Linked DNA regions of Mus musculus: regions 1, 2 and 3 are each linked to region 4. Evidence: chromatin contacts called from public promoter capture Hi-C data. All regions are on one chromosome and are shown on one strand. Each heading gives the region's core, a stretch centred on a gene start, on an enhancer-like site or on the middle of the called end of the contact. The rest is flanking DNA. Distances are from core to core; before and after follow the strand shown.

Region 1 (7,352 bases), core at 4,249-6,748, 380 kb before region 4:
CATAAAATTGCAAAGCTTCTGTAAGGCAAAGGACACCATCAATAAGACAAAAAGGCCACCAACAGATTGGGAAAGGATCTTTTCCAATCCTAAATCAGATAGGGGACTAATATCCAATATATATAAAGAACTCAAGAAGATGGACTCCAGAAAATCAAATAACCCTATTAAAAAATGGGGTACAGAGCTAAACAAAGAATTCTCAACTGAGGAATACTGAATGACTAAGAAGCACCTGAAAAAAATGTTCAACATCCTTAATCATCAGGGAAATGCAAATCAAAACAACCCTGAAATTCCACCTCACACCAGTCAGAATGACTAAGATCAAAAAATTCAGGTGACAGCAGATGCCAGTGAGGATATGGAGAAAGAGGAACACTCCTCCTTTGCTGGTGGGATTGCAAGCTTGTACAACCACTCTGGAAATCAGTCTGGCGGTTCCTCAGAAAATTGGACATAGTACTACCAGAGGATCCTGTAATACCTCTCCTGGGCATATACCCAGAAGATGTTCCAACTTGTAATAAGGACACATGCTCCACTATGTTCATAGCAGCCTTATTTATAATAGCCAGAAGCTGGAAAGAACCCAGATGTCCCTCAACAGAGGAATGGATACAGAGAATGTGGTACATTTACACAATGGAGTACTACTCAGCTATTAAAAACAATGGATTTATGAAATTCTTAGGCAAATGGATGCATCTAGGGGATATCATCCTGAGTGAGGTAACCCAATCACAAAAGAACACACATGATATGCACTCACTGATAAGTGGATATTAGCTCAGAAACTTAGAATACCCAAGATACAATTTGCAAAACACATGAAACTCAAGAAGAAGGAAGAATAAAGTGTGGATACTTTGCTCCTTCTTAGAATGGGGAACAAAATACCCATGGAAGGAGTTACAGAGACAAAGTTCGGAGCTGAGAGGGAAGGATGGACCATCCAGAGACTGCTCTACCCGGGGATCCGTCCCATATACAACCACCAAACCCAGACACTACTGTATGTGCCAGAAATCTTTTGCTGACAAGACCCTGATATAGCAGCGCTCTCTTATGAGGTTATGCCAGTGCCTGGCAAACACAGAAGTGGATGCTCACAGTCATCTATTGGATAGAACACAGGGTCCCTAATGAAGGAGCTAGAGAAAGTACCCAAGGAGCTAAAGGGGTCTGCAACCCTATAGGTGGAACAACAGTATGAACTAAGCAGTACCCCCCTCCGCCCAGAGCTTGTGTCTCTAGCTGCATATGTAGCAGAGGATGGCATAGTCGGCCATCAATGGGAGAAGAGGCCCTTGGTCTTGCGAAGATCATATGCTCCAGTAAAGGGAAATGCCAGGACCAGAAACCAGGTTTGAGTGGGTTAGGGAGCAGGGCAGGGGGAGGGTATAGTGGACTTTGGGTATAGCATTTGAAATGTAAATGAAGCAAATACCTAATTTTAAAAAACAGGTTTTTCATTTTCTTTTTTCTTTCTTTCTTTGTGTGTGTGTGTGTGTGTGTGTGTGTGTTTTGGTTTTATGGTTTTTTCGAGACAGGGTTTCTCTGTGTAGCCCTGGTTAGCCTGAAACTCACTCTGTAGACCAGGCTGGCCTCGAACTCAGAAATCTGCCTGTCTCTACCTCCCAAGTGCTGGGATTAAAGGCATGTGCCACCAAGGCCCTGACCAAACAGGTTTTTCAACATCCTTATTTTAGCTAGGACTCTGTAAGAGAAAACCCTAAGTACTTTTAATTGTTATTTTTAAAACCTGCTTTCTTTGTTCTGTGAAATTATAAAACCTTGTGAAACTGCTTCCATGTTGGAATATGAAAGTTAGAGTAAGTAACCATGATTACTCAAAATGGCTCCAGAATAAGTTCTCTCTCTTATTTTTTTTTAAAAAACATGAGAGCTGTAATTTTTGCACCAACATGATCATAAATTCAACAACCAGACTAGAATTTGTTGAACATCCACTGTCCTAAATGCTGTGCTACTATTACCAACTGGATACAAAGATAATGGTGACACTTCTGCTTTTCCAAGAGACTTTGTTCTGGAAAGGTTTTCTTTATGTGTGTGTGTGGGGGGGGGACACATGACTGACCCTCAATATAGCTGGGAAAATGATTGTGTGGACTGGGTTATCCCCAGGGTCATCTGAGAAACTCTCTTACCTGAGTTCACGAGTTGCTGCTTCTTCTGGTCTCCTAGGAGTCTGTCCCTAGCCGAAAGGCTCCCAGTTACTTATATGTATGCCACATGAGGGAAATGGGCTGTCAGAGGCCAGGACTGGAAAGCCCTTGGCGTCTCTCTAGTGATGTTTCCATTTCCTCAAGCCCCAAAGTGCTTCCCTTCACCCTGGTTCATCCCAGCATCTTCCTGAATAAGCACTGCCCGAGGGGATGCCTGGGTGTAGCTATGAACAAGGAATGCACCTCCATCTGGTTGCATGTGCCCTCTGAGAGTGCACACAAAACACAAAACACAAAATCTGAAACCGTAATATACAAGCAAAAGATGACTAAGGGGTTCTTTATTTATTTGTTTATTTAGTTTGTTTTTTAATGTCCAAAGTAAACAAAGTATATTTGTTTGTTTTTAATGTCCAAAGTAACTCGAGACAAAACAAAATAAAATGAAACAAAACATAAAATCAAATGAACAACAACAAAATCAACCTAAAAATACCACTGGGTTCATTTTCTGTTGGTCATCTACTGCTGGCTTGTATACCCAGAGACTCTATTGGAAAAAAACAAACAAACAAATTTTTCCTTTGCAAGTGCTGGAGAGCTGGAGATGTCTTCTTAGTTAGGGATGGGAGTTTGTGTCCATTTCTGTATTTCGGCACTGGGACCCTACGTGGCTTGAACCTGTGCCGGCCCTGTGGCTGCTGCCACAGTCTCTGTGAGTTCATGCGTGTATCAGTCCTGCCGTGTCTGAAGACATGGTTTCCTTGGAGTCATCCATCCCCCCTGACTCCTACAATCTTTCTGCCTCCTCTTTTGCATCGTTCCCTGAGCCCTGAAAGGAAGAGTTTGATGGAGACCTCCCACTGAGGACTGTACGGTTTGAGTTGTGAGTCTCTGTATTAGGTCACATACTGCAAGCGGAAGCTTCTCTGATGATGGCTGAGCAAGATTTACACACAGCAGAATGTTGTCAAGAGTCTTTTTATTTCAGTGTCCCTTTACCAGAACACTAATAGTTGGCTTTCCCCTAGGACCATGGTCTATCTAGTCTCAAACCCTGAGCTACCAGAGCAATGTCAGGTACAGGTTCCATCTCATGAGGTGGGCTTTAATTCCAATCAGATACTCCCACACCACCTGTGGCACTATTGCAACAGTGTATCCTGCAGGCAGGTCACCATGGTAGACCAAAGGGTTTGAAGATGGCCAACCCCTCACACACACATCTATACTAATTCTTGCTTTTACCCTATGCTTTTTAAAAAGGAATCTTTTTTAAAGACTATACATGTTAAATTCTCTCCTCTTGTCTATATGTTTTCAGCCCTGATTGACAGGCTCAACCACACAGCGAGTTCCTGAACATCATAGACATACATAATACATATCTGTAATAATTATATATACACAATATACACTCACAGCCACATCATATACTCACATGTCACAAAGCACATCATATATCATAGAACACATGTCACATGTCTACACACCACACAGCACCCATTTACATAAAGCATGCTGCACATTTGTACAGGCCACTGATCTCCCACATTAGCAATATGCTGACATCCACACTCTCTCATACCCACTGTAATACTTAGCATATTCACTCATAAACTCCCTCTCTCCTGTCCTTCATCTAGCCTACCCCAGGACTTCAAGGCAATCCTAACCATTTAACCAGCTAATGGAGAGCCCAGCTAGCTGTTGGATGGGTGTGGACCACTGCAAAGAGCTCTCTCCATGGAGAACTGTAAGGCACTGATCCTAGCTGAAACTGCCCTCAGTCGGCTACTCTAACCAGGAGGCAGAGACTGCCCTCTGTCCACTTGGCCTGTTTGTTGGCTGGAGGACATCTCATGCCCATTGCTCTGAGCTAGTAGAGACCTGGAGAGAGAAGGGCAGGGCTGGGCAGAGCAGGGAAGGCAGCCTGCACCCACACATTTCCTCTTTCCTCTTCCTCTGCACCTGCTCTGGGCTCGCACTCAACCTCCAGGGCTGAGGACATCATTGTGTTCTGTTTTGGAGAGCATGTGACCAATCTGGTGTGTAGGCGTGAGGAAGGAGTGGTGTGCAGGCAGCCAGCCACCAATGAGCCTAAAATAGTGTGGACAAAAGTGACTAGGAAGCCTAGACTAGGGGTACCATTGGCGAATGAAACCCCCGACCCAAGGAAAACCTGGGAATCCTCTGATAAGTTACAGCTTTGCACACCTGAAAGACCATTAAAGCCAAATAGCCCATGGTAAAGGGCTTTTATAGCATTTCTACATCAGTGATCTCTGCTGTGCACCAGACAAGACAGTGACCATACCCAAGTGACCAATGAGAACACAGGCTCAGCGAAGCTTGCCCAAGGCGAACAAAGTCAAGCCTGGACAAACCATTTTGTCTGAAGCCTGAAACTGTTTTCCTTATTCTCAGCTTCTCTACTCTCCATCAGTGAGCCTCACTCACCCTCGCCACTGGGTGTCTTGAAAAATGGCTCGACCAGACTGCCAACCCTAAGGGCAGAGTTTGCTATGTGACTTGTCACACCTGACTCTTAGCATTGTCTTCTGCTTATTAGACAGTGGCTTGTGCCTCTGCCAGAGGGAAGCGCCTTTCAGATACCACTGTAAGAGAATGAGGCCTAAAGATTAACTGAGGCCCTGAGCAAGCTGTGCCTAAGACCTCAGGAATGATAGTGTGCATATTGGAGTACCAGAGGCTATGTGTCTCACCTCCATCTGTTTTCTAGATAAATGTAGTTCAGACAAAAGCAGTAGACTGCACAAAATCCATGGCTAATATCACTATAAATAGTAGGTGTTCACAAGTACTCATGGGAGGAGTTACAGAGTGAGTTCCAAGACAGCCAGGGCTACACAGAGAAACCCTGTCTTGAAATACCAAAACAAACAAACAAACAAAAACAAAAAAACAAACAAAAACAAAACAAAAAAAAAACCCAGGTGACTTTCAAAGCCTAGCTTTGGTCCACAAAGGCTTTGTTGTTGGGAGAGATGAGTTGGTGATGAGCTTTGTTGTCCTGAGGATGGAGAAACAACAAATGCCTCTAGCTCAGAAGTCAGTCGGCACCTATGAATCCTGGGAGGTCCCTTTGAGAAGAGGGGGCAAGGCCTGGCAGCTGCTCAGGCTGAGAGCTTGGACCTGCTCACTCATTTTTATGCAGTACGTGTTTTCTCAATTCTTGATTTCCGCTATGGTTCGCTGGTGTTTTCTTTTTTAGACAAAGACTAGCTAGCAAACAAAACAGATTATCATTTCCTCATTTTAAGTCCTTGCCACTCAAAGAGGTCCAGCATAGCTTTCAAGCACCCAGTTGTAGAAGGCTCCCAGGTGATCGGTGTGTGTCAGCCTCACTCCAGGGCCTCCAGGGAACCATGGACTTTTGGCTTTGGTTACTTTACTTCCTGCCAGGTGAGTGCTCTGAGGAAACACTTCAGACTTAACTACCAGGTTTGAATTAGCCAGAGGTAATCAGTTGACAGCCATCTCTGACCCTGATGCATCTGGAGAGTTGCAGTTGCAGCCGGGGCACAGAGAACAAGGGTGGAGACCTGTGAAGTGGATGCTGGCCACTCCCCACTCCTTCAGTATGCTTCCAGACTTCCACCCTAGACAGCTGTTAGATTTCTAAGGGTTGAACGTGTCACATATCTTAAAGACTCACTTTTTGGGGATCTTAAAATGTATGTCTCCAAGGTTTGTTCTTCTTGTATGTATTTCTCCTCTAGATCTTTCTTCTTCACTCTGAAATTGGAAACTTTCAAATGAAGTCTCCCTAAACTATTCCCTTAAGCTTCTTATCTCAGCTTACAGCCACCTACCCAGCAATCCGCTTGAATGACCACCAAGATCTGGAATACATGCGCCTAATGCCTTGCCTAATATACTTCCCTGGTTGCCATACAAGCCAGCTATTCCATTTGTGTTAAGCGTCTCTAAGATTATAACGTCATTCCATGGCTCCCACTATCTACTAACTAAAACACACTCTCCTCCCTTAGAATCTGAGCTTATCATGCTCCCACGGACCTTCTTCCAGAGAAATAGACCTCTTCTTGGTACAAATGCTACAAATTCCCCCTCCTGCACCCTCCCTCAGGCTGTCCCCGCTTACCATCCCTGTTACTGTCATTACTCCCAGTTTACCATTATTACCTGGCTCTTTGCAGGTCATGGCAAACCTACCTATCTCTCACAGTCATTATTCCCAAGCACCTTCTGAACCCCAGCCACAGCCATGTCCTATTTCGGCTCAGTGTGCTCAGCTTATTTAGTTTGTCAGGAATGCCTGCTTTGTGATAATTAAGCTTTGCTGAGGATTTGACTGGATTGAGAAATGCTGAGGTACTAGTCAAGCTTACTTCTGGATGTAATTGCAAGGTCCTTTCCAGAAAGAATTCAGCAAGGGGAGAAGACCCCCTTGCCTGCGGATTTTACTATCCCGTGGGCCGAGGTCACGAACAGAATAAAAAAAGAAGAAAGAGAAAGGCTGCAGAGGACTGAGTTCACCTTCCTCCCATTTGTTGATCGACCTACCAGCCCACCCTGAGATATAATCAGGCAGCTTCATACTTCTGCTACCATAGCTTCCATGCCACGATGGTCTAGAGCAGTTCTCAGCCTTCCTAAAGCAGTGGCCCTTTAATACAGCTCCTCACGTTGTAGTGACCCCCAGTCATAGAATTATTTTCACCGCTACTGCATAGCTGCAGTGTTGCTAGTGATATAAATTGTAATGGAAACATCTGTGTTCTCTGATAGCCTTAGGTGACCCCTGTACTCTAAAGGGGTCATTACCCATAAGCTGAGAACCGATGGTCTCAAAACTGTGAGCACAAATACACCTCCCCCGCCCCCCACTGAACTTTCTTCTCGTCATGTATTTTGTTGCAATAATGAGAGAAAAGTGACGAATAGAGTAAATTGATAACTAGAAGTGAGGTTACTGTTGTGAAAAATCTGACCTTGTGGTTAATAGGCCTTCAGGACTAATTTTCAGGAGGAATTCTGAGATGTGTGGGTGATCTAGAGAAGGTCGAGGATGTTATAAGAAGAGGTTAATTGGATCATGCTGGTGAAAGCACAAAGGACCAGAACAAAATAAATAAATCAGTAAATAAATAGATAAATAAATACTGCTCACAG
Region 2 (7,327 bases), core at 2,690-5,189, 350 kb after region 4:
TCTTCTGGGGATACTATTTAGCCTTAACAGCTTAGCATGGGTTAGGGTATTTTGGATTGTGCTGGTACAGAATCATAAAAGGACCTTTCCCTACTGTTAGACCCCAACTGAAAAAAAATAGCTCTTGTGTTTCAAGCCAGTAAGCTTTCAGAATGGAATGTATTCTGCTACCTTCAGGCTAGGACTAGAAGCATACAACAGTTCTGGGTCTCCAGCTTGGTATGCATTTGGTTGCAATGTTGTGTTTTGCTTTTGTTTTTCGGTTCTGGAAATCCCACCTAGTGTTTCATGTATGCTAAATAAGTGCTCCTTACATACACATTGAGGCACACTAACTGTACATCTGTAGTGTCTGAGACTTTACAGCCTCCATTGCCATACAGCTAAGTCATTGTTATAAATCCCCAGTATCCTTTCCATTCTGCCTTCTAGTCCTTTCCTGTCTTTTCTCTTCCTGTCTCTGTACTCACACCCATACCACACTTTCTGTTTCTCCGAAGAGCCTTGATTGATACAGGTGTGGTAATATGTCAGTTACCATTATATTTAGAAATGCGTATGTCAGTGTCCTGGCTAGTCTTGTGTCAACTTGACACACAAACCAGTGGTATCTGGAAGAAGAGAACCTTGATTGAGAAAATGCTGCTATAATCAGGCAGCAGGGCATTTTCTCAATTAATTATTGATGGAGCTGGATAGTGGTGCTCAGCCCATTGTGGGTGGTGACATCCCTGGGCTTGTGGTCCTGCATTGGATAAGAAACCAGGCTAAGTAAACCAAAGGAAGCAAGCCTGGAAGCAGCACCCTCCATGGCCTCTGCATCAGCTCCTGCCTTGAGGTTCTAGCCCTGCTTGAGTTCCTGTCCTGACTTCCTCCAACGAAGGACCATGATGTGGAAGTGCAAGCCAAATAAACCCTTTTCTCCTCAACTTGCTTTCTGGACATGGTGTTTCACTGCAGCAACAGAAACCCTAACAAAGACCTTGAGATATTAACAAATAAAATGATGTCTGATGCTTGCTTCCAAATAATACTGGTGTGAAGAATGGAAAGAGATTTAGATTAAATCAAATTGCTTATCTATTGATTACTGCAACCACTGAGAGATGAAAACAGGGTGTCCTTATGCTGTTCTCTCTAGTTTTGAATATGATTCAATATTATTTAATAAAAAATGTAAGATGGAAGAAAATAACTGTCTCTGGTGGGTAACAAAAGTAGAGGTAATTGAGAAAGTTACTTTTATTAGTAACAAATGCTATAGAATCACTTGACTAGTATATGTAGGTAAAAAAAATACTATATCTTAACTTTTTTAACTGAAGAAGAGCTACAGTGATCCTAACGCTTCAAGATAAATTTAGATTCATTGGGAGCATCAGTGCTTCCTTCTACTGGGCGCTGTACTGGAATCTTTGACTTAGTAATATGATAAGAAGAAGAAACGTGAGCTAAAAAGATTGAGGCTAGATAACAAAGTGAATGCTGTTGCCGATAATATTCCATGCCTAGATAATTTGCATACTTTAGAAATATAGGAATACGATCCGAAACCCAGTACTGTCCCCATATGCTGGCAATGAGCAGTGAGTTAATAGGAGATACAGTAGAGCACAGAAACACGAGTAATGGAAGCAGAAACTCGGGGCAGATTGAGTCAAGTCGTCTTAAGGTGGATAGACTTGTGAAGAAAGCTATGGGACATTACTGAAGGGTATTTAGACCTAATTAAGACCACACAGAATACTGCTTTCCCCCAAGATTTGGTGCTTCTTACCTAAGTTCAACAGAGATTTCTGTGGAGTTGGACTGACAAAAATTACGATTTTTCAAAGTTTTGGAAAACAGCTTGGCAAGAAAAAGGGGAGAGGGGCTAAAGAGGTGGCTCGGTGGTCAAGAGGATTGACTGCTCTTGCAGAGGACCCGAGCCTGATTCTCAGCACTCAAGCCAGTGGCTCACAGCCACCTGCAACCACAGTTCTCGGGATATCCGATGCCTCTGGCCTCTGAGGGCACTGTACTCACATGCACACATCCCCACACAGGCTCACACTTACATACATGAATACATACTACATACTTACATTTTAAAGGATAAAGGGTAGGCTCGTTTTTTGGTTTACTATATATTAAAGCTTATTTTCAAATAGTAAAATATTAGAAGAGAGATGGTGGAACATATTAGATAGAGATCCTAGAAATTGTCTCAATAAAAACATTAAAATTTCATAATTATTCAGGTAATAGATAACAATGAATTGCTAAATGAAAGGAAGAACTGATATTCCCTGGGAGAAAAATGTTAGAGACTCAATCATACATTCACAAAAGTAAATTCCCAAAGCGTTTCAACCCTAAAAGTGGAAAACAGTGCTGGTGTGTGTGGGGTGGGGGTTGGGGAGCAGGGATTACCGCAGGCGGGAATGGCTGTCTTCTGTAAATAGAGAGCATAAGGCACAAAGGATTGAAATAAGAAAAACTACGGGGCTGGAGAGATGGCTCAGTGGTTAAGGGCACTGACTGGTTAAGGGCACTGACTGCTCCTCCAGAGGTCCTGAGTTCAATTCCCAGCAACTACATGGAGACTCACAACCCTCTGTAATAGGATCTGATGCCCTCTTCTGGTGTGCATGAAGGCAGAGTACTCATACACATAAGAGAAATAATGTTGTTTTTTTTTTTAAAAAGAAAATTATAAACTAAATCTAATATTTTTCCTTAATGGACACTTCTAGAGTGAGTTTGCATAGAGGTGGGAATGATCCAGCACAGAGGATGAAAATAATTGGCTCACAAACAGCGAAATTCTGGAAGAAGTAGAAGCCAGGGCTGCAAAGCACAAAAGATGAAGAATTTGTGACATGCACGGCAAGAAGAACAGTCTAGAAAAGATACTAAGTGGTTATGTGGGTGCGTGGTTTGGTCAAGGGGTTCGAATCAGCTTTGATTTAAAGAGCAAGTTAAAGGGATCCTGCCTTCCATGAAAGGCTTTGATCATACTGTTGCAGCTCCTCGTGAATTCTAACCTACCTAGGGAGTCCTAACAGTGTGAAATTCCGCAAGATAAAGTGAATTGCCCAACCAATACCTTGTGGTGCCTGCCGTGTAGACTTTCTCAGGGCCAGGTGGTATTTACTTGTTTGCAATCAGCTGCTGCCTTTCAGACAGCTCCAATCACATCAGCTTTGGTGAAAATAATGTAATTATCTTAGTTTAACTTAGCTTCTGTTGTGGCACAGAACAACTGCACACTGGTCTGTTCTGGTTCTGTGCTGCTGGTGACTAGCTCTGCAACCTTCTGAGTGACATAATTTCTACAGAGTGGTCAACGACACCCCTAGCTCATGAAATGTATCCCCAGAGAGGCTAGAAGTTCAGATTTAGCCTGGAGATGCAAACTCTATTTGGAATTTCTCTAATCACGCCAGACTCCCGGGTCTAGCTCCTTCTATCATCTCCTGACACACACCCCCAGGTCACCCAGTCACAAATGTCCTCACTTTTCTTCTGCCTCCACAGCTCCAAGTACCTATCCTAAGAAAAATGGCTGTCACATCTGGTTTTCCAGAGTGGGTTTCTTCAGGGCATGCTTCTCAGCCATTTGAGATCTTTCACACATGCCTAGGGCTCCCCGCAGCAGCACTGTTGTGTTTGGGAAGCTCTCTCTCTCTCTCTCTCTCTCTCTCTCTCTCTCTCTCTCACACACACACACACACACACACACACGCAAACTCACCTGTCTAACGAGAGTTGAGGGATCAGGATGGCAGTGTAGGTGAGTTTGGTGCTCAGTGGATCCTGGCTGCCAGAAAGAGCTAGCTTCTCGCTTCTCCTACATTTCCCTGATCCTCCTCCTCTACAGTCCCACCCAGCTCCTCAGCCCCTCCCCTCAGTACCCCCTGTCTGAAGAGAGCCACTGAGTCTCACTCCACCCTCCTCTGCAGGAGCCAACCGACAAGCGGCAGCCTCTGGACTAGGAATCCAAGAGCATAAAACGCTCTGAGCTGCTGCGTCTGCTCATGCCTGTGTTCAGTCTGCTCATGCCTGTGTTCACCCTCCGGTGAGAGCGCGGTGGGAGCACGCCGTGGCTTGGCAGGGGTTTCCAATACCTGCAGGCACCGCCCATGGTCCTGGACCTCACCTTCAAGACAACTTAGAAACGGCTACTCTCTCCGATTCCAAAAGAAAGTTTGGACAAAGTAAATTTGGGGTGGATTTGGGAGATGGCAGCTGCTCCCTTTGCTTCCTCGGTGTCACCTCTCAGAAGCCCCCACTTCCAACCTCCTCCAACCTTCCCATATTAACACCCACCTCCCAGCCCGCCTTTTCTTTCTTTGATTCCCCAGCCTCTATGGGGTCCCGGTTCTGCTCCTTACTCCTTTCGTTCTCTCTGTCCCTGTCTGCTGAACTATCTCACCTGTTTCCAAGCCTTCACTCCACCGTCACCCCTCACCTCCCTTCTTTCCCTCCACCTCTAACCTTTCTCTCTCACTATCCAACTTCTTACTTGCACCCACACCGTCCCTCCATCCACCTTCCCCTCCTTCTCTCCCTCTAAACCTAACCATGGATTCTGAGCCTTCTTGGACTGCTACCCCCTCCCCTGGGGGCACCCTGTTTGTCCCCAATACCACCACACCCTGGCTGGGTAGGGATGAAGAGCTAGCCAAGGTGGAAATTGGTATCCTAGCTACTGTCCTGGTTCTGGCCACAGGAGGCAACCTGGCTGTACTACTGATTCTGGGCCTCCAGGGCCATAAGCGCTCCCGCATGCATCTGTTCGTGCTGCACTTGGCCCTGACCGACCTGGGCGTGGCGCTTTTCCAGGTACTGCCTCAGCTGCTCTGGGACATCACCTATCGCTTCCAGGGCTCTGACCTCCTCTGCCGGGCTGTCAAATATCTACAGGTGCTCAGCATGTTTGCTTCCACTTACATGCTGCTGGCCATGACGCTGGACCGGTACCTGGCTGTCTGTCACCCTCTTCGAAGCCTCCAGCAGCCCAGCCAGTCCACCTACCCTCTTATTGCTGCTCCCTGGCTGCTGGCTGCCATCCTCAGCCTCCCTCAAGTGTTCATTTTTTCGTTGCGAGAGGTGATCCAGGGCTCAGGGGTGCTGGACTGCTGGGCAGATTTCTACTTTTCCTGGGGCCCGCGGGCCTACATCACCTGGACCACCATGGCCATCTTTGTGCTGCCCGTGGTGGTGCTCACAGCTTGCTATGGCCTCATCTGCCACGAGATCTACAAGAACCTGAAAGTCAAGACACAGGCTGGCAGGGAGGAAAGAAGGGGCTGGCCCAAGTCCTCATCTTCTGCCGCTGCTGCAGCCACTAGGGGGCTGCCGTCCCGGGTCAGCAGCATCAGTACCATCTCCAGGGCAAAGATCCGAACCGTGAAGATGACCTTTGTCATTGTGCTGGCCTACATTGCTTGCTGGGCACCTTTCTTCAGTGTCCAGATGTGGTCTGTGTGGGACGAGAATGCCCCTAATGAAGGCGAGTATGTGGGGTGTGGGGTGAGGTGGTGGGGACAGAAAATAGGGTCACGGTAAGGATCACAATGTCTCCCAGGACCAGGCAGGACACAAATGAACGGGGTAACTAAGTGAGTTGGTGCTTGCCTGTCTTAAAGCATCCTCTGCTGCTGTAAGAAATACCCACCTAACACTTGAAGCACAGAAGTTTATTTCTCACTTTCCTAGAATTGGGAAGTCTGGGAAGGTTCTTTTTAGAAAATGGGGACTCTCTGAAGATTCCCAGGGTGGTGAAGGGCACCCCTGGGAGTGGCCAAATTGGTTTTTATAGTGAATATTCTCTTATGGTAACAATCATTTCTTTTTTCGTGCTAACTCATTAAACTATTAATTCTTAAGGCCCTAGGATCTAGTCAGTTTCCAAAGGTCTCATTGGAAAGTACCATTGGCATATAGGACTTTGAGGGATCTGTTTCTAAAACAAGAATTCTGGGGACAGACATTCAGACCACAGTCTTGCCCAATAAAGTCCTGCCCAGCCCGCTGAGGCTATGTTGAGTGAATATCAATTATGTGGGATTTCTTGGTTTAAAAAATTAAGATTTATTTATTAGGTAAGTGATGTTCTGCCTGCCCAGGCAGAAGTAGGCACCAGATGTCATTATTTGTTTCTAAGCCACCATGTAGTTGCTGGGAATTGAACTCATGACTACTTGAAGAGCAGTCTTAACCTCTGAGCCATCTCTCTGAGCACAAGTTTCTTAATTTTTAAATTTTGGTTACTTATTTGACAGTTTTAAAATATCATTTGCATGGCCCCTGTGGGAAAGAGGGTTAGGTATATTTGCTCAGCCAACTTCTAGCATGCTACATGAACCCGAGGATCATAGACTAACAGATCTGAAAGGGGTTTCAAATAATCTAGTCCAGGGTGGCAATGCTGGGTATGGGGACTCTCTGTGTGCCCTTCCCTTCTGTGTCTGGACATAGCTCTGTGGCTCTTTCTCAACAGCCACTTCTAATTAGTTAGGACTGGCATAGGACAGCATTTAGATCTCAAATTCAACTCTATCATTCTGTCACCGAGGAAAGGTTGGCACAGAAAGGGTCTGTGACTTGCCCAAGGCCATGTTACCCCAGCCCCAGGAGGAGCTAGAGAGCCCAATCTTTCAGATTTTCCCAGTCTTTCTTTTTCTTTTCTTCCTATTTTATTTTATGAGTTCAGATATTTTGCCTGAATGCCTGTGGCCAATGTGTGTACTAGGTACCCACAGAAGCCAGAAAAGGATATTGACTCACCTGGAACTGGGATTATAGATGGTCATGAGCCACCACATGGGTGGTGGAAATGAAACCTAGGTCCTCTTCAAGACTAGTCTCTTTCTTGCAACCCACACCTTGCCTACAACCCTGGTTCTTAACTTAGATCTACAAAGAGAGGCTTTCCCTTTATCTGAAAAACAAAGTAAGATTCTTAAAAAAAAAAAAAAGAGCTCTACATACATGATACCAGAGAATGAAGTAGTCAGCAGCCTTGTGAGCTTCGGATGCTGCAGATGGCTCAGGCTGTCCTTGTAACTACTGTGCAGCCCGGACTGATGTCCAACTTTTGATGCTCCCGCCTCTGCCTCCAGCCTACTAGGAATGTAGATAGGTAACACCATGCTTGGTTCTATCTTTTGGCATTAGTCTGAACACGAAGGTGTTTGCAAGTTTTTCTGTAAGCAATGAGCATATTCAATCCAACTTACTATGGATACTAGCCAAGGCCAGAATGATGTAGCCAAGGAAGGGCTCCTTTGGCACCAAACATGTGGATCTGCATGGTGTTATGGAGTGGCTTTCTCTACAG
Region 3 (7,067 bases), core at 2,154-4,653, 280 kb after region 4:
CACATGGCTCTTCCCAGTGACTGGTCAGAAAGGGGCAGTGCCTTGCACAAACACAGACTAGGGCTCCTTCACTGGCATGACACCTCCTAAGGGAAATGCCCGAGAAGGGAAAGCCATGTGGGTATAGGTTTCGATTTGAGAAGCCAATTTAAGCAGTGGACTAGATGAGGAGACAACACTTGATTTCTCCAGGTCCACATTCTGCCTTATCCCTTCACGTTTTTGCTGAAAGGAAATGGACCTTTAAAAAGCATGTATTCTGGAGCAGAGGGCAACAACGCAGAAGGGTTAAACAATTATGTCTTCCTATTTTCCAGTTTCAGCACCACTCTGAGAACCTAACAGCCTAACTCTGTTAAGGTTTAAGTGAGGGGTGGAAACCAGTTTGGATGGCCTTATTCTTTCTGGTCTGTGATCTTTGATTGTATGCAGGGTGACCACGGGCCAGACAAGTACTAGGTACACCCAATATGGCTAGGGACTTCCTGAATTCAGTGTCTTGGCAAATCTCAAGCTTTAATACAGTACCAGAAAAACCCCACCTCTCCCAGGTCTCTCCAAATGGTTTCCCCTTCCCAAGGTTGCCTTTCCACCTGGGCTTCTCTACAACCTTTGAAATAAATGTCCAAACACCTGTCAGATTTCAGCTGTCCTTCAAGGAAGCTTGACTCAAGACACCCAAAGGCAAATAGCAGCTTTTTTTCTCTCTCTCTCCCCGGAGAACCTCCTGCCCCTCCCCCACCCTGCCCAGCCTTTGGGAAAAAACTGCCAAATTAATGGTCAGCCCCACAAAGATATTCCTAAAGCCCTCTTCTAGTGCCTATGGCCCCTGACACTGCTGATCCACCTATGAAACCACCTCTGGGGTCAACTTACCACCTGCTCCACCCAAGAAACAAACGCCCTGAAAATTGGGGTGGAAACGCATGCTTCACCAGTCCGCAGAACATATGCTTTATGCTAATTTTCAAAATCCTTACCTTTGACCTGAGTATCGTACTCTGCGATGATCTCCTTATCCTTTTTGAATTTGGCTGGAGACGTCATGTTTTCCTTCTTTCTTCCAAATCCGAATTGTGAATTGATAGATCCACGGGAAAAATCCAACCACTGATATCAATGCCTCCAAGGCCACTTCTCCCACAGGCAGAGAAATGCCCCGCGGTGGTATCCAGAGCTCCAGGAGAACACGAGCGGCGGGATGGGCAGCCGGCTACTGCACACACATGCAGACTGTGGGCGCTGAGGCCGGGGGTGGGGAAGTGGGGGGCGGCGGCGGCTGGCTTAAGTACTAAAGCCCTAACCACAACCGCAGCATTAACCAGGAGAACTGCAGCGCCCGGAGGCTGGCCTGGGGTCTGACATCAACGACACAGGCTGGGAGTGGAAGTCCTTCCGCACAACATGGTGTAGGGGATGCGGGGGTGTGGACGCGCCCAGCTGTGTCCCTAGGAGGGAGTGGGTTTGTCTTGGGGTGCCAGAGGAGGGCTAGGCGTTCTTCGCGGGATTGTGTGTGTGTGTGTGTGTGTGTGTGTGTGTGTGTGTGTTACCAGCTCAAAGATTCTGCAAATCAAATCCCAAAAGGGTGCCGCTGCAGCGCAGAGTGGGTCGGAAGTCTTTGCTCCGGTTCACTAGCCTGTAAATGCAAGAAAAGGGGGGAGGGGGCGATCAGTCGGAGGGAAGATCCTAATCGCAACAGGGGTGGGGTCGGGGATGACACTCCAAGTCCAGCTTTGGCCCATTCATCTTGGCCTAACAACGCCCGCTCCGCCCGAAGACCCGGCGTGGCGATCAATGTAGGGAGGAAAAATGTTCCCTCCAGGTTTTAAGGCAGAAAGAGAACACTTTGGAGCAGCCGGCAGCGCGTGCTCCGGGCGGAGACTGCGGCGGGAAAGCTGAGCTGCGGGTGGGGACTGCGGCACCTCGGCGCTTTCCCAACCCTGCTAGCCCAAGAGGGGTCCTCCCGCCTAGCCCGCGACGCGGCCCCTGACCTCCGGCTGGGGCACCTCCCAGACATCTACAGGATCCATACCAGAGGGGACAACCAGATGGGCACAACTTTTCTTCCCCTGCCACCCCTCCTCCCAGTTGTTTTGTTTTTGGTAACTAGCTTCTCCTGGCAGCAAAACCGGGGAGGGGGGTGAGGGGGGTGGAGGGGGGACGCTGCAGGAAGGGCCCGCTCCGCACGGGACATCCAGGAAAACAATGTGGTCGGCAGAAGCAGGAAACGAGCTAGAGGCGAGGGTCTAAACCGGGAAAACCCGGAGATGGGAGGCGGCAGGCGGCGGTAGCCTTCCCCAAGCCAGGTATGAGAGTGACTCTAAATGGCACCCCCCCCCCAGTATTTTTTTTGTCCCCCAAGCCTAGGGATCACAAATACCGCACCCAATCCCAGTCGGGTGGGAGGCATCAGTGAGAGTCGCTCCGGGAGGCGCGAGAGGCGGCGGCAAGGAGGCTGAGGGAAGAGCTCCAATGCTGCGGCGGGCCCCTGCCTCCTAGGCCGCCCTGTCCCCGCCGGCGCACAAGCGGCTCCAGGCAGTGTCGCCTACTCCCGGCGGCTGGAGGAAGGGCCGCGCGCAGGAAGAGCGAGCAGAGGCCGCGCGGTGCGGGAGGACAGGAAGCAGGAGGCGGGCGTGAGGTGGGGTCCTGAGGCAGGAGAGAGCCCGGGCCAGCTCGAGCCGCCCAAGCTTGGACGACCAGAGAGGGCGCCGAGAGGACGGCTTTGGGGGCGAGGCAGTGAGGGAAACCGCGGTGGACCGCTGCAACGTGAAGTGTAGGATGTTGGCAACTTTCGGGACCCGCATGAGGTTTGGGTATCAGAGTGGGTGGAGAAGCCCTGGGAGACAGACTGGAGGGCTGGACGGAGAAAGCACCCTGCAAGCCGTGAGGAACACCCCATCTTTCCGGGTCCTGGGCTGGCAGCCAAGGCTAGGAGACCAGGGACGAGACCAGCGGACCGTTACGGCGAGGCCCCTAGGTGGACCCGGCCAACCGTGTGCAAAGGGGCTGCGGGAGGGCGGTGTCGCCGCGTGAGGACCGTCCTCGGCAGTGCAGGGATGGGCGGAGAGATGAACAGTCCCGAGAAGTATTATGGGCTGCACTGGGGGATTTGGAGGGCCGGGGAGGGCGGTATGAGGACCGCGGGCGGCGACACGGCTAAGGCGGCGCCGAAAGCAGCAGCATCCGCAACGCGTCCACCCGCCCAGTCCCGGTTTGTTCAGTCAGAGCAGCAGCAGCCGGGCGTACGGGGAGGGAAGGGGAGAAGGAGCCTTTACCTGGCTCTGCCGCGACCGGTCCCAGGCCCAAGGTTCCGCTTCCCACTTAGCGTTCTCCTCCCCGCCACCCTCTTCTACGCAGTTCGGCCCCCCAGTTCCCTAAGGAGACTCCGCCAACTCCGCAAGACCCCGCCGGGAAGCTGAACCCACCCCTTTGCCAATCACCGCCCGCCTAATAGCGACTGACGGGGACTATAGCCAATAGGAACAACTGATCCATAGACGCCAGGAGTAGAGGCGGGGCTGACGAAACTTAGAGGTGTGGCGAACACTAGCTGCCTAGGCGCAGTCCTAGAGTGAGCTCCTCCCCGGCCTGTGGAAGCCTAAAGTAAAGCTGATGGGCGGGATAAAATGGAAGCGACAGCCAAACACAAACTCTCAAGAGAAGACGGGACCAATCGGACCGGGAAAGGGAGGAGGGAAGTTCAGCCAATAAATAGTAGAGAACGGCCTGGACCTTAGTGTATCCACCAATAAGAAACTCGGGGTGTGTCTTCCAAGTTCACAGGGGGGAGGGTTTAAGCCGAGCAGATGCTGGCCAATGATCTTAGGGGCTGAGCTAATATTAACCAATCAGAGAGCCGATCTGATATCGGCACCGTTACTGGGGCGTGGCCTCTGAGCTCACGTCAGGAGAAGGCCCTTGGCCTTCCAATGTGGGTCTGGGGCAAATTCTAGTCCTCCCAATCCCTGCTCGGCGCAGGCAATTCAAACTGACAGCGGGTTAGAAAAAGCAGAGAAAGCGGAAGAAAGAGCAAAACCCGGCGTGTTCGCTGACTGACTGCAGCGCGAACTGAGCCTATTCCGAGGCTTCTCCCCTCCACCTCGCTACACCGCTGCTCACTTCGGAGCGACCGCTGTGGAAGAGACCTTACGGGTTACGGGCCGCAAGTGCGAGAGCTCGGCCGGGAGAGGACGCCGAGAGCCGTGGTGCAAGGGAGAAAGCCCACGGGCGAGCTCCGAGAAGAGGGAGCGGGACGGGGCCAGAGCCCGCGTGGAAAGGGCTGAGGGGCGTTGAATCCTACGAAGAAGCCGCGTGGAGCTGAGCAAGAATTGGAGCGCTCTGCGGGCGGAGCTCGCGCTGGGAGTGGTCAGAGAGGCGAGGCTTTAAAGGGAAGAAGCCCGCTGGGAACTGGGAAATCGCCCAATTCCGGAGCCGGGGTCGGAGCTGAAGAGTAGAAGATTCTTGAAGACCAGAGAAAGTTAAACCTGTTGCGGAAGTTTCCCTTCAACTCCACTTGTCTCTCCCCACCTTGAACTCCATTTCCCTTCCCTCCCCAAGTCAAAAGGAAGTAAAATTTGCTCTTCCTACTCAATAAATACTAAGTTTCCCTTTCCACCAGGAAAATAGGACTCTCTTCCCAGTTTTAGAGCGTAGAGAACGAGAGGCCTTCCGTCTTGATTGTTAGCCTGAGGAAATCAAAGTTTCCCCTTTCAAAATTCTGCACCTCTTTCAACGTGGGACGCTATGTCTACCAACAACTGTACTTTCAAAGACCGATGCGTATCCATCCTGTGTTGCAAATTCTGTAAACAAGTTCTCAGCTCTAGGGGAATGAAGGCTGTTTTGCTGGCTGATACTGACATAGACCTTTTCTCTACAGACATCCCTCCTACCAAGTAAGTCTGACGGGTGGCCCTTTAGCTGGACAGTGGATGGCATGGGTCCCTGGGAGTCAAGGTTATCATTTGGTGTTCTAGCCACTCCCACCAGTCTGATGATTCCCTTGGAGTTTATCTAAGTGGGCAGACTGTCTGGACAAAGCCTGTGGTTTGCCCAGCGTGGTCAGTACTGAGGTCACTCTTCCAGGCCCTTAGAGTCATGTGTCTGTGCATCCCTTATGTTGACTCTTAAGGCTCAATGCCATGTCCAAACACCCTTCCTCACTGAAGCAAGTCTTTAACAGCCACTTGGAAAGAAGTGTGTAATGATTCATTTAAAGTGAAATTCATGGTTAATAAAGATAGCAAACTTGAGCATTTTAAAACATAAGGAAGTAAAACTATACATAGAGCCTCTGCACCCCTTTGAAATATTTTGTGAATTTGCTTAGGTAGTCATCATTTATTACCAAGGTAAATGAGGTGTTATTTTGTTTGTGTAGGTGCACTTGTATAACGAAATAGCAGTAGATAATAAAACCGTAAAACCAAATGTCCCAAAGGTTCTATGATCCCAATGTTGTTTTAGTTAGATATGCTCACGTAAAAATCTGAAATATTCTATCTCTTCAACATAAAACTGTGGTCATAAGGAAGTCTCAGGTTGGGTTGTTACATGTTGGAGTCTAGCATAGAATCAGGTTTTCTGTATTGCTTGTTTTTCTCTATTGGAATTATAATCACAGTGGATTCATGTGCCAAGATGGGTGTGGATCAGTGAATGCATTGATTTTTAAGATTTATCTTATTATTTTGTCACTCTGTGTACTTGTGTGTATGTTTGAGGAGGGGTGGATATGGAAGGTACTCTCCAGGCTAGAGATGGAAGGTCCTCTGGTTTGGACAGTTGTGGGCTTCATGATATGGGTGCTGGGAAGTGACCTGCAGTTCTCTGCAAGAGGAATAAATCTGCCAAATGTCTATAGTAAGCACAAATATTACCCAACTCTTACAAAATTAACTATGATTATAGTTGAGAGTCTAATTCAGCTCTGAATTTATGAAATTTGCGCCAAATCACAACTAAAAGTGTCATTGGGGTACTGTGGAAAAATCAGGGCCCTGGCTGCAGGACTTTGAGATGGTAAAGCTGCTATAGAGAAACGATTTGGTGGTTCTTCATTCAATCAGAATTACCATATGATCCATATTAATTCCACTTATAGGTATCCATCCAAAGAATTCAGATGAGCATCTTGTATTTATAGCAGCAGCACCCACAATTTAAAAGATAGAAGTCATCTAAGTCCCCACTGACTCGTCCCATAAGTGGGTGCCCAGAAGGTTGCCTTAAAGGAAAGAGATCTTGTCACACGCTGTAATGGGGTGAACCTTGAGTACATTATGCTAAATGGGACAAACCAGTAACTAAACAACAAATATGGTATGACTCTGCTTATTTGAAGTATCTGAAGAACAATAGTGATAGCTAGGAAGTGGGGAGAGGGGAAATTGGAGGTTGTTATACAGTAAGTATAGAGTTTCAGTTTTGCAATATGAAAATGGTCTGGAGAGTCATCCCACAACAGTGTGATGATATTTAATACTTTTAAACTGTACATATTTAAAAGAAAGGTGGAATTCTTGGAATATAGCTCAATGATAGCATGATTGCCTAGCATTTATAAGGTCCTGAGTTCTATCCCTACTGACACACACACACACAGTTTTTAGAGAGGACATATGACAAATTTTTATCTCATTTTAGAATTAAAAGTCTTGGTATATTTGACTGTCTGTAAACTTTTTTATCCTCCAGCACAGTGGATTTCATTGGAAGATGCTATTTCACAGGAATCTGCAAATGTAAACTGAAGGACATCGCATGTTTGAAATGGTAATTTGTGGCACTGTTGTCAATAGCCTGAGTTTGGAAGGTAGATATTGACATAAAAACCCACAGAAAGATTCTGTAGGCTGCATCAGCATTGATATAACTTAGGCGTTGAGCCATTAAAAGAGCATGTGTTTTATAGAGCTATTTTTTATCTACTTATGTGCATGGGTATGTATATGTAACATGTGTGCCATGACATTGTGAAAATTTGTTCTTTCATTCTTCCACTAGGGATGCAGGGATTGAACTTAGGTCCTCTGGCTTAGAAGCAAGATCCATCTTGACCCATTGAG
Region 4 (6,665 bases), core at 2,287-4,786:
GGTGAGCACTATATAGGGCTAGGCTTTTTACATGAATCTTATACCTGCTCGGCAAGCACTTTATCATCTGCGCCATCTTGCCAGCGCTCAGACTTAGTCCTGAGCTCTGGCTCTGAACTTAACAGCGTTAACTAGCTACAGACCTCCTGAAGTGCGACCAAGCGTAAGCAAGGCAAGGCAATTCTCTAAAACTTCCCCTACTGAAAGCCCATTTGTCCACCCAGCTCCCACCCAGTGTCAGCCTCCTAAACAGACAGATGTCATTCACAGCCCCACTGGCCTTTGAGTGTGAGTGGCGTAAGCAAGCATCAGTTTCCAGCCACTGCTCAAGGAAACCAGCATGGCGCTCTGCCGGTCGCAAGTGCTGCTCGGAAAGGCTTCTCTCTCTAAGCCAGGTGCAGAGGAGTCTCGGACACGGGACTGTGGGTTTCATCACAGCTGGCTTCCACCTGAGGCGCTAGGCAGGGATGCCATGTCTAGAGGACACTTCATACCTAAACTCCCAAGATATACTATCCGCTTCCTGCTTCCAACTCCACCACCAAACAAAGCTTGAAAACCGTACCCCATGCTTATGCTATGTGGCAGAGTGAGCCCCAGGTAGCCATTAATGGTCTTAAATGGGAGGAGACAATGGTCACACTTATATCTAATTGGACGTTCATTGTGTACCCTGCCAGGCACTTTTCTAATCAACGTACACGTATATGATTACTACACTGAATCCCCACATTAACACGATGCTGTAGATAAGATCATTATCCACGCTTCTTAAAGACAAGTGAGGGCAACACAGAGATTCATGGGGTCACACAGAGACTAAGTGACATTTCGGATTCAAAGCCGGGACTTTGGTTCTAGTTTGAGGTGTGCGTGTGTGCCTGTGTCTATGTGTACGAGTAGCTAGGGTTGGCCAGTGAGGGCCAGACAGGACTCTGCCGGTCTCCACTCACCGTCCAGCACTGAGGTTACAAGCATGTGCTACCATGCCTGCTTTTATTTATTTATTTATTTTAAATGTGGGTTCTAAGGATCCAGTTCAGGTCCTCATGCTTGCTTTGCCAACTGAGTTGCCCCCCTCTTCCCAGCTCCAGGATTACCTTTTAAAACATCCTTTTCTGACCCATGCTTTTCAAAAATGAAAATAAAACAAATAAACCCTCTCAGAGAGCCAGACCTCAGCTTAGCACCAGATGTCTGGTGAGTCTGTCCTGCACACCAAAACTGTCTCAACTTTCTCTTGGTCAGCCGAACACTCACGGTTAGTTAAATATTAAAAAAAACCAAACAAACAGAGATTCCTTTCTGTGGCCTTCCTGACTTCAGTTCTGCTGCCTCTTTGGTGTTCAGGCATCTCTGGCTGGTAGGAAATCGACTACTCAGGGGCCACAGGAACCCAAGAAAGTGAAAGGACCTCAGCAAGTCGCAGGCCAGTGGGGATGCCTTGTGGAAGGAAACGGCAGGGAGGACACTATTTCCCAAGTGCTGGAAACTATTTAGGGACGGAGCAAGGGAAATAAACAACTCTCATGTGGTATGAGGATGCTCATTTCGTCATGGAGTACTGCACAGATACCCACAGAATCCTGCCAACACAGCATCATTGCTAACCAGAAGAATATCACAAACTCAGAGTAAAGCTGACAGTCCCTCAAAGTCTAAACAAGCGGGAATTGCAACAAGCATATTCTCACAGACAGTGCAGCTTCTGGAATTTGAGCCTTAGTAGATCCATAACAGTGAATCCACTGCCTCATCCTCTGTGTCCAGGGCTAGTGGGTACTGCAAAGCACTCAGGAACACGGAGGGAGATAAAGCTAGCAGCGGGCCCAGAGGTAAGTTGCACTGGATTCGTCTGCAGGTCAGCAGCATTTACAAGGAACAGCAGCCCGTGCACAGGACTCTACATGCCCAGCCTTCTCCTTAACAGGCACCTGTATGGGGGATGCTCATGGTAGGAAGAATAGTCCCCCTTTTTCCTTTCACATATTCTGGAGCGGCTGAGGGGGAGCTGTTATGGGCTAGAGTGAGGGTAGTAGTGCTAGCTGCTGCTGTCCAGTGTTGCAGTCTGAAGGAGGCAACAGAGGATGGCCCTTTACCAAAAGATGTGACTGTAATCCATGTCCACAGATGATTGCCGGAAGCTGTCATTGCACTGCGTGCTTCATATGTTCAAAGGAGCTACGTAAACACACGGGTATGAGTATCCTCTGGCAACAGCAGATCCCTGGGTTGGTGGGGAGGAGACTTATACAGGGATACAGACTCACCATTGGCGAGAGGTAATGATAAGCCCTAAAAAGAGCGCAGACTTGCTCAGAAACTCTCTATACTGGTGCCCAGTGTTACAGTAAGATTGGGAGAAGCCAGCAGGCCAGTGGGGATGCCTTGTGGAAGGAAGGAACTGGCGGGGAGCTTAGTGATTTTAGGGCTGGAAGGCGGGTGCAGGGGGACAGGAGGAGGAAGAGGAGGCCACGAGGCACAGTCACACACTGGAGCAGAGTATAGAGCGTTGAGCCAGGTGTGGAGGGCTGAGGAGGCCTCAGGTGCAGGTGACCTTGGCATCTTTCAGCCTCACAGCCTGCTTCCATTCAAAGCCTAACCAGGCTTCCCATGCCAACAGCTCCCTAGGAGGAAGAGCCTGAGAGAACCTGAGGTGACCACCGAGTCATCTCCCCATTAACCCTAATAAGTGTCAAATACTCACTTCGTTGTCAATATCACTACCTCATTTTTAAAACTCACAACTAAAGGAAGAAGAGGGTGTGCGTAAGACACAATGACCTTGTGGAGAGCCATCAGTCCCAACCTACAAACAAGCTTGTTTACGCGCACGGGGGAGAAGGCTCAAACCCGTCTGAGGATACGTAACTGTACACATACAACTACCTCTGGTCAGTGGGCAGCCATTAAAGGATGCCAGGCAGTGACAGCAGCTGTCTCCAAAGGTAACCTGCCTAAAAGTTCGGACTGGCCACAAAAGGCAATGGCCTCCTCTCCCGGGCTCAGAGCCCTTCACCTCGCGCACCTTCCCCGCCCTCACTCACTAGCGCAGCGCAGCGCCTGCCGCAGCACCTCTCGTCCGCACAGGTCACACCAGCCCGGACCGCCCCGCAGCGCCAGTTCCACGAAACGGTGCCCCTCGCCTCTCTCGGCCAAGACGCGGGGATCCTGCGGCTGCTCGAAGATGCTCCTCACGTCGCGGGGTCGGTGTGACCCAGGTCGCAGCCGCAGTCTCGGCTGCAGACCGGGCCGGACAGGGCGAGCGTGTCGGCAGTCTCGGGGCGTGGGTTCGGGGTCCCTCCGGCCACTCCTCCTGCCACCGCGATCCTCTGACGCCCCGGCCGCGGGGATCAGGGCCGTGGGGATGCAGCGGCGCGGCCGGGCGGGAGGTGGCGGCTCGGTGCCACCCAGACTCTGCAGATACCGCGGCGGCTCGGGATCTAGGAGCAGCGGGTAGGGACGTTGCCCGATGGCCGGGGAAGCCATGGCCAAGGCCCGCAGGCGGCGGCAGCTACCGAGCCTGGCCAACAGAAGGGGCGGCTCCGGTCGAGCGCGCTTTTAAAGGGCCCGCAGCCCGCGGGCGGGGCGGGGCGGGGCGGAGCCCACCGAGAGGCCGGAAGGGCAACACGCGTGACTGCGGGTCGGAGCCGCGTGGATTTAGGAGTGACTCGGCGACTAGGCGGTGGTGAAGGTCCGAGCACCCGAGAGGCTTCGCGAGCTCGGTAGGCGCCGGCTCCTGCGCCTGTCTTCAGCTCTGCCCCGTCCCCTCTGGGCGTCTCCCAGGGCGCCCTAACACCGGCGGGGCGGGGAGCAGGTGGGAAGGCAGGGCTTTGGCAACCTGGTGTGGCCCCGGGACAGGAGCTAGCCCGCCGCTGTCAGTAAGGCGGCCCGCGGATTCTCCGAGCTGCCCGTGGGAAGCTGGCTACATCAGCTCTCTCCCTTCTCACCTCTGCTACATAGACTGCCCCTCCCCGAAGACTGGGATTAGAGTGACTGGTGATCCTTGGTGATCCGGTGATCATGAGAGACCTCTCTGTGCCCCATGGGTGGACAGGAACTTTCCTCCCGAATTACGCCCCTCCCCCCTTAGTTGCTGGAGTAATCACTGCGGAAATGAATGCCAATCCCTTACACACCTCCTTTGGTATGGAAGGTCCACCTGAGCAGGGGCGCAGGGTGGAGAAGTCCGCATCCTACCAGCACCAAGGGGTGCGCCATAGGTTCCTGTCTGGCTTAAGGTTATGTCGCCACCATCTTGAAAATCCTAATTCTTAACCCGGCCTATTCTTTTTGCACTGGGTCTTGAAAATTATGTAATGGTAATAACTAGTGGGCCTGTCCACAGTGCCGTCTCAAGGGATAGAGAACAGGTGGGACTGTGGATTTTCGAACCTGTGCCCGGTCGGTCGGTCGTAGGCTAGCAAGGGTCCTGGGCCCTCTACAGGCTGGTTTTGTAGCTGCAGGCGCCTTTGCTCTTTCCAGTTCTGCGGTTCTGACTTAGGCCTAGCTCACATTCCCGCCTCCCCCTGCCCCCCTTAAATTACAGGTTTGATTGATTTAGTGGCAGCCACCAGCAAGCAACTATGGGAATAGAGTCACTGCACCAAATTCAAAAATTCTGTATTTTGGGTCTCAACAAACCACTGGTAGAAATATTGGGGGAGGGGCATGTCTATAGTGAACATGTACACACTCTTTCTCCTTACTTATTAAATAATACTGGATAGCAATGATTCATATACACTTTCACAGTACCGGTGTTTAATATAGGCGGGGTTAAAATGCATAGGTTCTCTCTGCACACAAGCTACCTTATAAAAGGGATGAGAACCCTCAGGTTAGAGTATTGGGAGCAATAATGTATGTATAGAATGTGTGGGGATTCTGAAACCAGACCTGGAATTGTCTATAAATTCGCCTACATTTTAATCTCCAGGGTTCTTTCCCGGCTAGTGATGGGTCTCCCCCTAGTGTCTGGCTGGGGAATCCTCACTTTCACTTTTCCTCTCGAAGGTAAATTTAGGCAATGGCTAAAAGTCCAGTGACCAGGGAATCCCCAGCCTTCCCTGCTCCACAGCCTCTCTCCCCACCCCCACCCCCGCACCCCTCCCCCAAGTGGTGGTAATCAGAATCCTGCTCCTTTCAAGTGGGTGGCAGAGGAAAAGTTCCTGGTCTCTGGGCCTCGTTTTATTCACTGGTTTCTGGGGAGTGGAAAGAAGGACTCCAAACTGATAAAGTTATGATAAGGCGGTGGGCACAGAGGCCACCACTCTGCCCCTCCACCCTTCCTCTTGCTCTCTTTACATCCGTGCTCCAAGCTTTGGAGGCCAGCCAACCCTAGAGGGCTTTTAAAATCACAGCTTGCTGGCAAGTTCCTGTGTCAGTAAGTCTGGGCTAGGATGCTAGACTTGTATTTCTAGCATGTTCCCATAGTAGCATTTGTGCTGATGGTCCACTGTGAGAACTATTGCTCTAGAGCCATAGCAGAGTGGAGGGAAAGGACCTGCCTGTTCCAGAGCTGGGTTCCTTGTAACTGAGAGAGCCCAGCAGGAACTCTTCCTTGGCACTTTCTCCCAAAGTGTGATGGGGGAAGTGCAGCCTGGCTTTATACTCTTTTCCTCCTCCTCTCTAGGGTATCTGCAAGCAGCTCTCTGGCTTCTTGCAGAAACCTGTATTGCATGTAAAAGTTTGCTTTGTTTCTACCCTGTGTCTATTCATCTTCACAAGGTTGGAAACTTGTACCTCTCAGGGGTGCCATCTTTTGGGTACGACCGGGGACAGAGACCAGCTTGAGTGTGGGGTGATGGTTTGGTGTGTAAGTAACAGGATTCTGGTAACACACAGCCCTGGGAGGCCAGTTCTGAGACACTATTTATGAATAATAGCCAACAGCCATCATCTCTGTCCTTCCCTCGCCCAAGCATTCCAAGGGTCTGTCGTTTGTGGCTGACTTCGATTCCCTGGCTGAGAAGGCTCCTGTGAGGACACCAGTGTCAACTGTCATAGACTGAGGCTGGCTGGGACAGTTAGGTGTGCAGCATCCCCAGCATGGGGCTACATAGAAGACACTCTGGTTTGGTTTTCCTGTGGCTCTGATTTGATGGAGCAGTGATGGCTGCTTCCAGAGCTGATGGGGAAATGACATGGAGCCAGAGCTCCTGGGATGAACACAGATGATGTGGATGGAGATAGTATAATGCCATGTCATGTGACCCACCCAAAACTTTCTCAACTTTATCTTAAGATCCATCTCTCTGAGACAAAAAAAAAAGTTCAGGGTGGGGGAGTAACTATCCCCCAACCTCAATAGGTATGGGACTCACCTCTTTAATCTTTTCCAATCCAGTCCCCTCCCATGTCCCATGATAGAACATCTCCTTCTCCTTCCAATACACACACACACACACACACACACACACACACACACACACACTCCTCCTCCAGGGAAGAAGTGGGGAAAAAAATCACCAAATCACTCAAACCCCTGTAGTTCAGGTAGAGAGACATCACCTGGGGTGATGGGTGCCGGGCCAGCGGCATCTTTGACTTTGTCCTTGGTCACCAGGCTTCGAGGTCTCACCACATCTGCTGGAACATCTACTGGGAGGTTTTGTTTTGCTTGTTTTGCTTTGCTCCTTAGCAGATCATCTTGGCTCAGTGTG

Evidence for each region. Promoter capture Hi-C pulls out the DNA fragments that hold promoters and counts their contacts. Capture Hi-C pulls out chosen DNA fragments and counts their contacts.
Region 1: a promoter capture Hi-C map of embryonic stem cells shows a contact between it and region 4, with 4 times the contacts expected there. The contact joins the promoter of Fcmr here to the promoter of Rassf5 in region 4. A contact is called at or near these places in 17 of 39 promoter capture datasets (the 3T3-L1 cell line, 3T3-L1-derived adipocytes, the C10 cell line and 12 more), 1 of 15 datasets of contacts at CTCF or cohesin (large pre-B cells), 15 of 484 Hi-C or Micro-C datasets (B cells, the C2C12 cell line, the G1E-ER4 cell line and 6 more), 8 of 115 datasets of contacts at active chromatin or transcription factors (astrocytes, embryonic forebrain, embryonic midbrain and 5 more) and 1 of 9 other capture datasets (embryonic stem cells).
Region 2: a promoter capture Hi-C map of fetal liver shows a contact between it and region 4, with 3 times the contacts expected there. The contact joins the promoter of Avpr1b here to the promoter of Rassf5 in region 4. A contact is called at or near these places in 9 of 39 promoter capture datasets (the C10 cell line, the HPC-7 cell line, embryonic stem cells and 4 more), 1 of 484 Hi-C or Micro-C datasets (embryonic stem cells), 3 of 115 datasets of contacts at active chromatin or transcription factors (embryonic forebrain and embryonic stem cells) and 2 of 9 other capture datasets (embryonic stem cells and liver).
Region 3: a promoter capture Hi-C map of adipose tissue shows a contact between it and region 4, with 4 times the contacts expected there. The contact joins the promoter of Srgap2 here to the promoter of Rassf5 in region 4. A contact is called at or near these places in 3 of 39 promoter capture datasets (the SN4741 cell line, cranial neural crest and neural stem cells), 4 of 484 Hi-C or Micro-C datasets (embryonic stem cells and muscle stem cells), 8 of 115 datasets of contacts at active chromatin or transcription factors (the SCID.adh cell line, bone marrow-derived macrophages, cardiomyocytes and 5 more) and 2 of 9 other capture datasets (adipose tissue and liver).

What each region holds. Positions count from the first base shown.
Region 1 is chr1:130,860,279-130,867,630 of GRCm38.p6, forward strand. It overlaps Fcmr (Fc fragment of IgM receptor), which reads left to right and starts at 5,499. Exons shown (of 8, transcript NM_026976.3): 1 at 5,499-5,618. The coding sequence starts at 5,582.
Region 2 is chr1:131,595,175-131,602,501 of GRCm38.p6, forward strand. It overlaps Avpr1b (arginine vasopressin receptor 1B), which reads left to right and starts at 3,940. Exons shown (of 2, transcript NM_011924.2): 1 at 3,940-5,497. The coding sequence starts at 4,567.
Region 3 is chr1:131,523,958-131,531,024 of GRCm38.p6, forward strand. Srgap2 (SLIT-ROBO Rho GTPase activating protein 2) reads right to left here and starts at 3,404. Exons shown (of 23, transcript NM_001081011.2): 1 at 3,276-3,404; 2 at 981-1,636. The coding sequence starts at 1,047. It overlaps Fam72a (family with sequence similarity 72, member A), which reads left to right and starts at 3,946. Exons shown (of 4, transcript NM_175382.4): 1 at 3,946-4,895; 2 at 6,697-6,774. The coding sequence starts at 4,744.
Region 4 is chr1:131,241,642-131,248,306 of GRCm38.p6, forward strand. It overlaps Rassf5 (Ras association (RalGDS/AF-6) domain family member 5), which reads right to left and starts at 3,537. Exons shown (of 6, transcript NM_018750.4): 1 at 3,048-3,537. The coding sequence starts at 3,489. It overlaps Gm28913 (a long non-coding RNA gene), which reads left to right and starts at 3,449. Exons shown (of 3, transcript XR_878525.3): 1 at 3,449-3,725.